Regions from separate parts of the Sus scrofa genome. Here region 2 is linked to region 1. The links are chromatin contacts, called in public HiChIP or PLAC-seq maps. All regions are on one chromosome and are shown on one strand. Each heading gives the region's core, a stretch centred on a gene start, on an enhancer-like site or on the middle of the called end of the contact. The rest is flanking DNA. Distances are from core to core; before and after follow the strand shown.

Evidence for each region. HiChIP or PLAC-seq counts read pairs in DNA pulled down with a chosen protein or histone mark.
Region 2: an H3K27ac HiChIP or PLAC-seq map of alveolar macrophages shows a contact between it and region 1. The contact joins two enhancer-like sites. A contact is called at or near these places in 6 of 47 Hi-C or Micro-C datasets (blood, fetal liver, skeletal muscle and 1 more) and 1 of 2 datasets of contacts at active chromatin or transcription factors (alveolar macrophages).

Annotation. Positions count from the first base shown.
Region 1 is chr2:61,254,529-61,258,770 of Sscrofa11.1, forward strand. No RefSeq gene overlaps it. Among named protein-coding and RNA genes, the nearest start is that of KLF2, 16 kb to the right of the region's middle. Within about 2 kb of position 1,948, at least 13 of the 83 cell types and tissues checked have an H3K27ac peak or open chromatin away from gene starts, as enhancers often do. A contact at or near this core is called in alveolar macrophages, where this site is marked.
Region 2 is chr2:61,368,105-61,372,434 of Sscrofa11.1, forward strand. All of the region lies in intron 5 of AP1M1 (adaptor related protein complex 1 mu 1 subunit), which reads right to left. Among named protein-coding and RNA genes, the nearest start is that of AP1M1, 16 kb to the right of the region's middle. Within about 2 kb of position 1,732, at least 11 of the 83 cell types and tissues checked have an H3K27ac peak or open chromatin away from gene starts, as enhancers often do. A contact at or near this core is called in alveolar macrophages, where this site is marked.

The DNA.
Region 1 (4,242 bases), core at 698-3,197:
AAACCCCAAAACAATAAGATGAGAAACCCACTGTTTTCTTGAAAATCACTCATGGATCCAATTATACAACCTGCTGGCACTGAATATAGTATCAACCTAGTGAAAATGGAAAAGAGGGTTTGAATTTTCACCCTTTGTGTTGTTAACATAATGAGTGAATGTTACTGTTTGGGAAGCTGTAGTTTAGTTTTTTTTTCGTTACTCTGATTTTCCTATTTATTTACTTATTAAATTGTGGTAAAATTTAAACTTTACACGTAACTTTAAAATTCACCATCTTAGCCATTTTCAAGTGTCCAATTCAGTGGCATGAAGCACATTTCACATGGTTGTGCAACCACCAACATCCATCCCCAGAATCTGCTCTTCTTCCTAAACTGAAACTCTGTCCCCACTAAACACTAAACTCTGTCCTTCCCCCAGTCCTTGGCACCCACCCTTCTGCTTTCTGGTAGTGACTATTCTGGGGACCTCATATAAGTGCAATGGTGCAGAATTTGTCCTTTTGTGACTGGCTTATTTCACTCAGCATAATGTCCTCAAGGTTCATCCATGTTGGAGCCTGTGTCAGAATTTCCTTCCTTAAAAAAGGCTGAATAATATTTCATCCTACGTCTGTATATGCATCGTATGCACATTGTATATTTATATACTATATTTTGTTATCTGTGTATCCTTTGATGAATGCTATTTTATATTTACATTCACGCAAAGAATTCCATTAAAAATAGCAAAGTTTTCCATCAAAGTCTCTCTTCCAATTGCTTTTTTTAAAAAATCATTTTGTTTTTTGGATTTCCTGCTATGGCACAGTGGGTTAAGGATCTGGTATTGTCACACCTGTGGCATAGGTCACAGGTGGGGCTTGAATTCAATCCCTGGCTTAGGTACTTCCATTAAAAAAAAAATTACCAGAGGAGTTCCCATCGTGGTGCAGCGGAAATGAATCTGACTAGGAACCATGAGGTTTCAGGTTCGATCCCTGGCATCACTCAGTGGGTTAAGGTTCCGGTGTTGCCGTGAGCCGTGGTATATGTAGGTCGAGACACGGCTGGATCTGATGTTGTTGTGGCTGTGACATAGGCTGGCAGCTGTAGGTCCAATTGGACTCCTAGCCTGGGAAACTCCATATGCCGCAGGTGTGGCCCTAAAAAGCAAAAAACAAACAAACAAACAAACAAAAGAAACACCCAAAACTTTTCTTCCAGGCAAACACCTCGCAGAAGCCCCTCCCTCTCAGAGATGCACTTACGCTGGAGAAAGGCCCAGTTTGAATCACCTGCACTGACACTCTGCCTATGCATTTCCATCAGGCACTTGAGTCTCCTTGGACAAAAGTCAGCTCAGGGGAGGACAGTTGCCAATGACATCGGGAACTGTCATGAAACGTAGCAGTCCCCCCAACTTCAGTCCCACCTCTCAGGGACCAGCAGGATGAAGCAGAACAAGTGGGCTTGCTCCTTTAGCATTCACTGTCTCCCTCTTCATAACGGCCACCACTTCTTCACTGAACACCTACTGTGTGCCAGGCAAAGAGCAGGCCCCACCCATCAGAGAACAGCCACCAAAACAGCTACCAAGGACCCCTTTTGACAGTGGAGGAAATGGAGGCCCGGGAGTCACAGGTTGATGGAGCTCAGCTCAGACCTGTCCAGTGCCCCCAGCCCCTGCCTGGTGGCCAGGGCCGCCTCTCCAAGTCACTGGAAACCCAGATCCTTGAAGGCAGGGCAAAGCCGGCCTTGGGCTCCTGCAGTGAACTGCGCAGATGCAGGCCGAGGGCTGGTGGGAACAAGCCGTGCTTGATGGAACAGCCACCAACTTCTGAGATGAGAAAGCTTTCCTTCGACAAAACCCCGGATGACTCAAAATGAGCTGACGAGCCCCCAGCAAGCTGGCTTAAGTCACCCCGGGCCACGTGGAGGAAATGAGCCATCAGGATGTGTTTGAGGTTTGGGGTTCAACGGAAACACACTGGGAATGTGGAGAATTTTGCTCCTGAGAGATGGGATTGGTGCCTCTGGGCATATTTTAAAGCCAAATGAAGAATGGGGCTGGCTGGACTCCGGATTCCTGGTTTTCCTCCTAGCTTTGGAAATGTCAGAGACCCGAGGCCGCAGACAGGGGGTTTGGCCAAGGAGTGTGTCTTTCAGTCTTGGGACAGTCCCTCAAAGGCCAACTCGGGGTCAAGGTTAAAATCAGGGCTGATGGAGGTGGAGATCAGTCAGGATGTGCTGGAGAGGGCAGGACGGCTGCCTCGAGAACGGCGGCTGGCATTCGGCGGGTGCAGAATGATTTCCTGAATGACTATGACAATTTAGAGCCTCATGTCTCAATGTGTGGTGGAGCCGGTCCCCAGGGCGCTACATACATGTCAACTTCTGGGCCCTGCCCAAGGTCCCCCCGGATAAGATGAGACCTCCCCTGGAGGACAGAGGGGAGGGGACAGCAGAGGCTGATTGCATGCTGTGTGTGTGCTGGGAAACTTGACTCTGATTTACTTTTCTGGCCAGCCCAGGGGGAAGCTTTTGTTTCCAGAGATTCAGTTGCCCGGGGCCACAGCTGGGAGGCAAACGCCAGAGCTGGAGTGACCCCGGGCTGCCAGGTTCCAAGTCCCATCTACACTGCCTGCTGCACACTACCCTGCATGAGCATCAGCACTGACTCCTGGTCGATCAGAAATCTTGTCATCCCAGGAAGGCCTGAATTTAGGGTTTCGCTGCGGTATTATGAGGACCTGGGGACAGAGCCACTATACCAACTCATGTTGTGACAGCTTCTCAACCAGCCCCCCCACTCTTGGAGCACCCCACATGGCTGGCTGCTCAGGCCCTGTCTGCTGAGAGTGCCAGATACCCATCCAGGTGCCCCTGCCCCAGTGAGGTCAGGCTCGCAGGGTGGGGAGCAGGGGTTTTGCTAAGGGAGTCAGGGCAGTCTTCCCAGAAGAGGTGACGCTGGAGCAAGGCCTTGAAAGATGGACTAGAGTTTCCCATGGACACATGGGAGGGGTTTTTTGGCATAAGGAACAGCCTCTGCCAAAATGTGGAATTGAGGAGAAGCAAGGGTCAGTCAGGGTTGACAGGGAGAGGGGACTCAGAGATTAGAGTGAAAGATGAGGGGTGACATGGGAGAAGCATGACATGGGAGAAGCAGAGGCTAAAGGAGAGAGCATGCTGACCATTAAGGACTGGAATGTGGAATGAAGGAGTTTCCAGCAAGTTCTAAATAAGCAAGGGAGGAGTTCCCATTGTGGTGCAACGGAAACGAATCTGACTAGCATCCATGAGGATGCGGGTTCAATCCCTGGCCTCACTCAGTGGGTTAAGGATCTGGTGTTGCCATGACCTGTGGTGTAGTTCGCAGACTCGGCTCAGATCTGGCATTGCTGTGGTTGTGGTGTAGACTAGTGGCTACAGCTCTGATTTGACCTCTAGCCTGGGAACTTCCCATATGCCACTGGTGCGGCCCTAAAAAGACAAAAAAAAAAAAAAAGAAAAAAAGAAAAATAAATAAGCAAGGGAGGAGTGTATCTGGATGGCTGGGGTAGGCCCTCAGAACAGACCCCCTACTCATCCCTGTGCAGTGGACCCCCTTGGAGCCATGAGGAGCTGCCCTTTGGGGCTCTGGGATCACCCGCAGGATCAAGATGGGCTCCCACTGTGGAGGCCCCAACCCCGTGGGAATCACAAGAATCACCCAGAGACATCATGGACCCCCCAGATCTGCAGATGAGTCCCGGGTGCCTACATGGCCCAGAGCAAAGCCAGATCTGCATGCCTCTTCCCCCCAGCCTTGGCACTCAGGTCCCCAAATGGATCTCCTGCCTCCAGGATTTGCTGGTTCTATCTTGGAGCAGGGCCTTCTGTACTCTAGTTACTTAATTTCCACGTATTTCCAAGTTGGGCAAATTTCCCTCTGTTTAGGGTTTCTCATCTCATTCCCTTGTGGCCAAGGAACATACTTGGTATTATCTCAAAGCCTCTTCCATTTTTGAGGTTGGTCAGTGGCCCATCCTAGGGAATGTTCATGTGTATTCTGCCGCCGTGGGGTGGAGTGTTCCAGACGTGTCTGTTCAGTCTAGTGGGTTTCCAGACACCCTGCATTTTAAAAAAAAGTGAGAGGGAGGGGAAAAAAAAATAAAAAGACTCGTCAATAGAATGTTCTGTTCACATTGTTCTAGGTTAAAACGGAGGAGGTCCTGGCTTGGGGGGGCCAAGGGACCCAGAAGTCCTGGCTGGCCTGTTC
Region 2 (4,330 bases), core at 482-2,981, 110 kb after region 1:
ACAACACATCCACACCAGTGAGAGAAACAGAGGGCTACAAACTCAGAGGCCCGGGGCCACCTGGGCTGTTCCTCAGAGGGTCTGAGTTTCCAATTTCTGCAGAGAAGCAGGAAAACCTGTCCAATCTTTAACTCAAGTGTGTAGAAAGTACCACATGCACACATGAAAGCTCTTTGCCTCTGAGGGAAATGGAGAACTGAGGTGCCAAGTGGATGACGACCCCAAGAAAGACACAAAACAAGACAGAAGGCCCTGGGGGTATGGCTCCATCATCTCCCATTGCTCACTGTACTCTGACCACAGTGGCCTCTCACTGTGCTCGCCTCAGCAGGAATCTGTCTGCCCCACCGTGCACAGCAGCTGCCTCCTCCTTTACCTCCCTACCAGCCCTGTCTGCCTGTCTGTCCATCTCTGTCCATGCTCTGGGGAAGGGGGCATGTCAGGCTGCTCACTGCTGGGTTGGGCATGGGAACAGTGCCTGGGGCAGCAGGCATTCAGCGAGCCCATGCAGACACGGCCCCTCACCCCTGGGCTCTGAGCTGACACCAACTGACCCTCCCACCTGTCCTTACGCTGTGGGTCCTCTGTGCTCCCCTACTCCAGCTGTCTGCCCTTAGATCCCCTTCTCTCGGGGCTATCTCTGCTTGGGGAATTGGTACTACACAGCCCTCTATAGCTGAAAGATGGGAAAGAGGGCTCAGGAAGTGGAGACAGAAGCCATGCAGTGGCTAAGGCTAATCCAAGCCCTGTGGGCAGCAACTAAGAAGGGGCTGGCCTTCTTAGCTAGGGTGTGACTGGCAGCCCCAAGCCAGTGCCTTCCCCAGGGTGGGCATGGAGGAATTGTTTGCCAGGGGATCGGCTACCTAGGTATACCAGTACAACCAGATTTCCGGGCTCTGGAGGCCATTGTTGACTCTGGAGGCTGCTGGCTCTGCAGTCAAGACTTAGGAAGGTGTGTTCTAACATGCCTGGGATGTCCACACCTGCCTTGTGCTGCCTCCTGTATGGAAGAACAGGGGTCATCCTTGGGCGGTGCCACATGCGAGGACACATTGTAGCTGGGACCCCCCTGAACTCCTGGTGCTCTCCCACACGGCTGTTTATAAGTTGCTCCCTGGGATTTACTTCTCAGCCCTGGGACACCCTAGAGCCATGTTCTGGGCTTAGTAAACAATTTAGACCAAGGTCCTTAGGCAGGAGGGTAACGCAGTGAGTGAGGCTACTGCCTTGCCTCACAGCTTAGAAAGTAAGATGGCAAATATGCTGACGTTCAGGAGAACCTTTTTGGAAAGTGCTGTCACTTAGCAACTGCATGTCTGGGAACTCAGCCCTCTAGAAATTCCTCCCAGTATGAGAGATGCCCAAGCACACGCCTGAGGATGAGCAATCCCGCTCATTTCTACACTGGCTGTAAAAGTCAGAAACGGGCATACCTAAGTGGCCCACAGGACGGGACTGGCCCAGTCAGTCCTGGTCTTCCCAGGCAGGGAGGCGAGGTCCTCTCCCGTGTGGAGTCAGGTGGGCTGCAGGGCAGATGGAATTGGCTAGCATTGCTCTTTCCCTGCCACTGGCCACAGCTATAAAACCTGGGCAGGATGCATGGACAACTACTGGAAGACTGAAAATCTTCCAGCAGCTCTGGGAAGAGCTGGGGGAGTGAGCAGTCCACAACACCCCCGGCCCTTGAGAAAGTGCAGCAGAAAGCTGGAAGTGGAAATGAGCATTGGGGTGAAGATAGAGCTTGCGGAAGCCTCTAGCTCTGGCTCCAGGGCCAGAAGGGGAACTATTGCTGCTCAGAGGGAGTATGGAAATCCCCTATTTCTCCCCTTTTCTCTATTTTCTCATATCCTAGGCTCCAGGAAATTCAAATTTCAAAAAAATTTCTGTCATTAAATCAAATAGCTAGTAGGTCTGTTCTGAAAGAACTGCTAAAAGAAGCTTTTCAGACAGAAGTGCAATTGTACCAGAGGGAAACCTGGAAAATTGGGAATGAGGGGAGAAAAACAGAAATGGTAAGTATCTGGTTAAATATGGTAGAAAGTCTTCTTACTCTCTTCCTGAGTTCTTTAAAGTACGTTTGACAATTGAAAGCAAACATTTCAACACTGCCTGACATGGTTTTCAATGTATGCAGATGAATATATAGGACAACTCTATAAAGGGGCAGTAAAGTTTCTAAAGTCCAATTGAAGTTGTAAAATATTAACTCTAAGTAGATGATAAGAAAGTAAGTATATACTTTGTAGCACCCACTAAATAAACTGTACGAAGAAAAAATATAGAATGAAGAAACAAAATGGGAACACTAAAAATGTTCAAATAGATCATAGAAAGATAAGAAAAGGAAACAAAAGGAATGAAAAACAGGGAACAGGAGTTCCTGCTATGGCACAGTGGGTTAAGAATTTGACTGCAGCAGCTAGGGTCTCTGTGGAGGTGTGGGTTTGATCCCCAGGGGGTGCAGGGGGTTAAGGAATCTGGCATTGCCACAGCTGCTGCATAGGCCCCAGCTGCCGCCTGGATTCAATCCCTGGTCTGGGAACTTCCCTATGCTGCAGGTGTGGCCATAAAAAAACAAAAAGAAACCCAAACAAATAAACAAAAAACCAGGGGAAACAAACAGAAAACAAATAATAAAATGGTATACTTTAATCCCAGCAAATTAATGGTTATAGTAAGTATAAAAGCTCTAAACATATCAAAGACAGAGACTGCCAGAATGGATTTTAAAAATGACCCAATTATATGCTTTCTATAAGATATATGACACAGGTAATAAGTTAAAAGTAAAAGGATTAAAAAAAAGGAAGTAAAAGGATAGAAAGACATATAGCATGTAAAGACTAATCAAAAGAATTAAGGAGTGATAACAGCAAAACAGACCTCAGAGCGGAAAAAAAAAAAAAATCAGGGATAAAGAGGGATAGTATATAATGATAAAACGGGTCAGTTAACTAAGAAAACAGAAGGGAGTTCCTGTCGTGGCGCAGTGGTTAATGAATCCGACTAGGAACCATGAGGTTGCGGGTTCGGTCCCTGCCCTTGCTCAGTGGGTTAACGATCCGGCGTTGCCGTGAGCTGTGGTGTAGGTTGCAGACGCGGCTTGGATCCCGCGTTGCTGTGGCTCTGGCGTAGGCCGGTGGCTACAGCTCCGATTCAACCCCTAGCCTGGGAACCTCCATATGCCAAGGGAGCGGCCCAAGAAATAGCAACAATAACAATAACAACAACAACAACAACAAAAAAAAAAAAAAAAGAAAGAAAACAGAAGAATCCTAAAACTGCTTGTGCCTAATAGCAGAAATTCAAAATATGTTAAGCAAAGACAGCTAAATTCACAATTACAGCTGGAGAGTTTAATGCTCCTCTGTCAGTAATAGGTAGAACCAACAGGCAGAAAATTAGCAAGAATTGCCAGAAGAATTGAATAATGCCATTAACCAAATGGATTTAATTGGTATTTACAGAACACTCTATCCAATGAAAGCACGATATACATTTTTTTTCAAGTGCATGTGGAACAGTCACTGAGATAGATCATCTTCTGGATCATTAAGACAAACCTTAACAAACTTTAAATAATTGAGAGTATATAAACTATATTCTCAGATCATAATAGAATTAAACTAAAAATCAATAACAAGATAACAGAAAAATCTTCATTTAAAAATTAAACAACACATATTTTATTAAATAATCCATGGGTCAAAAAGGAAGTCTCAGAGTTCCTGTCATGGTGCAGGGGAAACTAATCCGACTAGGAACCATGAGGCTGCGGGTTCGATCCCTGACCTTGTTCAGTGGGTTAAGGATCTGGCGTTGCCTCGAGCTGTGGTGTAGGTTGCAGATGCGGCTCGGATCCGGTGTTGCTGTGGCTCTGGTGAAGGCCAGTGGCCACAGCTCCGATTCGACCCCTAGCCTGGAAACCTCCATATGCTATGGGTGTGGCCCTCAAAAAGAAAGGAAAAAAAAAAGGAAGTCTCAGGGGAAATTTGAAAATGTTTTGAACAAAAATGAAAATCCAACATATCAGTATAGGATATAGCTAAAGTAGTGCTTAGAGAGAAATTAAAGCATTAAATGTTTACATTAGAAAAGAAGAAAGGTTTCAAAATAGAATCTTCAGTTTCCACTTAAACAAAGTAGAAAAAGAAGAGCAAAATAAGCTGAAATCATGAGGAAGAAAATACTAGAGACAAGAGCAGACATCAGTGAAATATAAAACAGGAAAACAAAAGAGAAAATCAATGAAATCAGAAGCTGATTCTTTGTAAAGATCAATAAAACAGATAAACCTCTTAAAAGATCGACAAAGAGAAAAGAAAGACAA